Regions from separate parts of the Zea mays genome. Here region 1 is linked to region 2. A link is a contact called in public Hi-C data. All regions are on one chromosome and are shown on one strand. The core of a region is the stretch at or near the end of the contact, and the rest is flanking DNA. Distances in the headings are between cores, read along the strand shown. Region 1 holds the start of LOC100274569. Region 2 holds the start of LOC542206 (minichromosome maintenance protein).

Region 1 (2,700 bases), core at 157-2,656, 290 kb after region 2:
ATCTTCTCAAGCGCGGTCGACAGGTCCTTGTAGTTCTTGTAAGTCTTGAGGTCGATCTTCCTGAGGTACGGCGCGCCATCCATGCTGACCTTGACGTACAGGAACCCCTGACCCTGCTTGGCATCACCATCCTCCTTGCTGCCCTCCAGCTGGGTGGTAGTCATCGTGTTCTTGCGGTAGTTGCAGACTGGTGGCCATCCCACCACCTGTGCTCTGCACAACGCAACACACCTGAGCTCAATAGTCTTTACCAAACACGACGAAGAGGTAGATCAGGAGATGCTCTACTGGTAACAAAATAAAAAAGAAACGAATTCTGGCGAACTTTGGGATGAAAGTTACAGAATTTGAGCAAGATAATGACGGATCAAAATGTTTTGTACAAAATACAACAAAAACAAAGCAGGGAGAGCAGAGAAGAAGATGAGAAGAGCTTGAGCAAGCAAGAAAAAGTGAAAAACAAAGCAAGGATTCTGAAAGATAAATTGAAAGAGCGCATTTTCGAAAGTAGAGAATTTGGAGGAAAAGTGGGAATTTAAAAAGAACACCACAAAGCTGCAACTTTAGTTTCCCTCCTCTAGGCCCCAAGATAAACTGAAATTCCCACCCAAAGAAGAGTACACAAATCGAAAATATCACGCCAACAGAGATCCCTCTGACATGCAATTCAGTCCCCTTTTCAACTCCTCCTACTCTTTTGTTTCCCTGAAAAGCACAGAATTTCCAAAGATAATTTTCTGTTATAGAACCTGCAAATGTCATAAACTCAAAAGGCCCAGCAAGATTTCCCAAATAGCAGAGAACTTGCACCCAAAGACCCCCCAACAAAGGGGCAACAATCACAAACAATTTGCAAACCACTAGTGGCCGCAGTCCCAAGAACGGCAGATGAACGCGCTGGCAGCGCAAAGCCCCAAGCCTTCCCCTTTTTTCGTTTGAGGCGGCAAAACCCCAAGATCCACTTCCACATTCGACCTACTTGGCGGCCGGCTGCGGGGTCGCTGCCACCTTCTTCTCGTCGTACTCCTCTTCTGCCACCTTCTTTCCCTTTCCGGCAGTGGCAACAGGCGATGGCGGGGGCGCCTCGTCAGAAAACCCGCGCTTGGCGCCCTTGGCCGGGAGCAGGTCCAGGGTGGTCGCGGTGGCAGCCACGACACGGCGGTCCGGCGACCCGGACCCTGGCAGCCCGAGGCGGAGCTCAGTACCCTTCAGTTCGTCGTTTTCAGCGGCGGCGGCTGCCGCCGGCGGCGAGAGGCCTATGTAGTCGAGCTCGAGTGGAGGCGACATGGGGAGCAGCAGGACATGAACCAGAGGGTGGGGGACGTGAGAGGTGGCTGTTAGTTCGTGTGCCGTTTGCGTGGGTAGGCGGAAGGGGTGAGAGTGGGAGCCTGGGAGTGGGAAGGGAAGGGAAGGGGAAAGAGTGCGAGTCGGAGCCGGAGCGAAGAGTGATTTGTTTGAAGGGTGATCAGGTGAAGCTTCCCTGGGTCGAGCTGGGTTGGTTACACTTGGCTTATACTAAAATCCGTGGATGTGCGGAGTAATACATACCAGATCAAATTAGTTCAATTTTAACCGAAGTTTTATAGTAATTTATATCAACATTTATATTTTTAATTAGATGTGCCACAATAAATCAACTCATGGATACTTATTTTGTACCATAGATATTAGTATATTTCTAGGCATATTTCTATATAATGTTTGGTCAAACTATAAATCATTTGATTTTTCATTTTTTTTTGCAGATAGAAGCAGTAGATACATTTGAGCTTTGATAACTAATAACAATAACTGTAAACTAATAATTTTATAAAATACATGAAAGATTAAGTGGTAGAAGTGAGCTACATGAAGGCCATGAAGATAAGATGACATAGACTATATGATGCAAAACCTCAACACGCTGAAAATGGAGATGAAGGATGGAAGAAAAAATAAAGACGTTGCATATCCACGTTTTTTTATCTTTTATCGGCCATGAGTGTTCTGTGGAGTAAGGTGGTTTGATTAAACTGAGATAAAATTATATAATGAAGTTTAGTCTAAAACGAATTATATTTTGGGATGGAGGGAGTAGAAATATTGGTCTCACAAGTGACACTAGATAACTTGATTTGTAATCATATGACATTGGGAAAGGTCCCATGTAGCTGATGACCTAGACATCAAAGAGCTCAATTTGAAAATATTATCATGAGTGACACTAGATAACTATAAATGATTTTGTCTAAAATGATATCCTCTCAATTTTATCTCTCTAATGGTCATTTTGAGTGAACTTTGTAGAAACCATTATCATGAGTTTAAATTTAAAAATCCCCTCCCTTCTCTGTTGTTGACATCCTAGGCTTGCCTGACATTCGGCATGCGCCCACTCCCTTTCTCCCTATGTCGCTCGCTCCAAGGACCCGCCCATTCGCCCATTAGCCGCATGGAGCACCATTGCTATCACACTGGCTCGCTCATCATTGAGTGTGTGCCTCTTCCAGCTCCCCTCCCCTTCCTTCAATTGGCCACTTGCGACATCATCCATCAAATGCTTGCTACCATTGTGGATACCATGCTAGTGGCCACAACAGAATGTCGACTGTGCCCCTGCTTCCTCTCATCCATTTAAGATACTATCAGCCCTCGCAAACCCTAGCCCTAACTCTATCCTCCACTACCTCATTATTGTCATTGGAGTTCTCTCTCGTTGGC
Region 2 (2,700 bases), core at 15-2,514:
CATTCTTCACAACATTCCCACAGTCGAGACATTTGAAGGTTCCTTGCAATAGTTCAGGCCGCACTTCACTTGTCCGTGTCACAACACCCATTACTGATGTGAGCTTACCAATTTCGGCTGTCCCAAGCTCTCTCAGTCTGCATAACAGTAATTCCGGTCAAATTTTGGTTCACTATCTTGCAGTTAAGCATCCACGTAGAATTTATCTTAGGATTGCTAAAGACAATCGCTTTGCACAATCCATGAAACATGCTAAATCACAAGAAAATAGCATTTTCTTCTCCTAAAATTGAAAACAAAACAAATACAAGATAAACCAGGGGCAGTAGGCTCTACTTTTTCAGCATCGGGATGTTATAGAAAGCAATGTTGATATCTTTGTTGGGGCTATCATCTGAGATGAGCGGGGCACGGTTCTCGCCAGCCCGGTGCTCCAACGCAAACCTCTTGCATGCATTCCTCAAGTACGGTTCAAACCTGAATAAATAAAAGATTGGGCTTACTTTGACATATTACAAAGGTTGCAAATTGAAGTTCAAAGTGTAGCAAAGATACTATTTTTCTAATTAAGTATAATGAAAGAACACATAAACAGGATACTGAAAGCCGATAACAAACTAGTACTGTATTTCTTTGTCCAGTTGATTGTCCTGAAATCTAACGAAGAAACTCCCAGACCAGAGGTTAACCAAATCGCCCCATCCCCATTTCTCCAACTGTCTCCAATCAAAACATAAGAATTCGGACCAATTTCAATCTTAAATTCGAGTAACTGAACCAAACCTATCACCTTTAGTTTCACAGATACAGTTTCCACCAGGTCACACCAAAATGTAAAAGGAACTCTAGTCTGACCTGAGGTACTCCTCAGAGATGGCCTTCTGGAGGACGTCGTTGAAGCGCATGACGTGCGCAAAGTCTACGTACATGGTAGTGGACTCCCGCGACCGCATCACCTCCATCTCCGCCTCGTAGAACGGCTCCCCCGCGCCATCAGACTCCTTGAATCTGCATAATCCAAGAACACCATCCCCACCGCCTCAGTCAGACGGGCAGAACCTAAAGGAGGAAGACATACAAATGGCTGATCCGGAGGCGGCAGCGGCGGCGCGACTGGCTCACCGCTTCAGGAACTCGAGGAAGATGTTCTCCACCCGCGCTGCCTTCTCGTCCACGAAGAACCCGCCGAACGCCTCCATCACCGACAACTGCCCCCTTGTGGAAGAATCAGGGTCTGGAATAGGGGTATGAGTTGGAGATTGGCACTGTCGTCTGAACCAGGGTTTGTAATAGGGTTGGGGAAGAAGAAGGCGACGGCAGGTGGGGAGTGGTCTTGGCGGGAAAGAAGGCGGCGGCTTGGCGCCAAATCTTCGCGCCTACCGAGCGGGTGGGTATCGTGCACCGGGTCCGTGGACCGGAGACGGTTTTACTGTCTCTGGCACGCGGGGACCGCAGAGCGGAAGGGAGTTGTCGTTCATTCCTTGGGCTGAAGGATAGCTGGTGGGGCAGGTGCGGTGGGCTGCGGTGTGAAGACGTGAAACGGGCTGGGATCCAATGGGCCGGACTAATTCTGTGACACGCCAACCCAAGAGCGCAGGAGGCGTTGCTGACGGACAGGTAGCAGTAGCACACGGCATCAGGTTGGATTCATACTACCTCCGTTTCGTTTTATTTATCATTAAATACTATAAAATTAAACTATCCAGCGATAACTAAAAAACGGATGAAATATTTAGTTAACTTCTAAAATTATCTAAAGACGCTTAAACAGTCTAGCTAAGAGCAGCTCTAAAAGGGTTTCATCTTCTTTCTAATTGAGGGGGTGTTTGGTTAGAGACTAAAGATTAGTCTCTAGTTTTTAGTCTCATTTAGTCCTTTTTTTACCAAACACTAGGACTAAAATATGGACTAAAATGATTTCGTATTTAGTCCTTCACATATGTGCTAAAAGAGACTAAACCATATTAATTTCACATTTACCCCTCATTTAGTTCAATTGTACTAATAACAGGAGAATGTTAAATGCTATTTTAGTCTTCTTATGAGTCATTTAGTATATTCTTACTATTTTTAGCCCATAGAACCAAACATGTTAGGGACTAAACTTTAGTCCCCTAACTAAACTTTAGTCCCTAGACTAAGGGGGTGTTTGGTTTGTAGGGACTAATGTTTAGTCCCTACGTTTTATTCCATTTTAGTTCTAAAATTACCAAATATAGAAACTAAAACTTTATTTTAGTTTCTATATTTAACAATTTATATACTAAAAAGGAATAAAATGAAGGGACTAAACATTAGTCCCTATAAACCAAACACCCCCTAAAGAAACCAAACATGGTCTGATATAAATTGAGTTTTTTAAAAAAAATACCCTCCAACAACTTATCTAAATCCTCCAACAGCTTATCTAAATGATTATCTAAATATAGTCATTTTCTATTTCGGGTTTTTCGCTAGCCAAATATAGAAAACGTGAATGACTCTCTAAAGTGCAAAAAATATATAGAAAAGCTGTTAGAAACTAAAATAATATAGAAAGTAAATTTTATGCAAATGAATCTCCAAATAATAATTTAGAGAATCAAATTTAGATAAAATTGTTGGAGATGCTCAAACTAGCTATTAGTTAGCTAAATATTTGTTAGCTAGTTAAATCCACTAGCAATTTTTTTATCGAACTAACTATTAGCTCAGAGCCTT

Evidence for each region. Hi-C and Micro-C count contacts between places; a contact is called where the count stands out from the background.
Region 1: a Hi-C map of leaf shows a contact between it and region 2, with 5 times the contacts expected there. The contact joins the promoter of LOC100274569 here to the promoter of LOC542206 in region 2. A contact is called at or near these places in 3 of 25 Hi-C or Micro-C datasets (ear, endosperm and leaf).

Annotation. Positions count from the first base shown.
Region 1 is chr8:113,348,346-113,351,045 of Zm-B73-REFERENCE-NAM-5.0, forward strand. LOC100274569 reads right to left here and starts at 1,407. Exons shown (of 5, transcript NM_001358397.1): 1 at 980-1,407; 2 at 1-213. The coding sequence starts at 1,287.
Region 2 is chr8:113,060,595-113,063,294 of Zm-B73-REFERENCE-NAM-5.0, forward strand. LOC542206 (minichromosome maintenance protein) reads right to left here and starts at 1,265. Exons shown (of 18, transcript NM_001111819.1): 1 at 1,123-1,265; 2 at 856-1,008; 3 at 337-477; 4 at 1-137. The coding sequence starts at 1,199.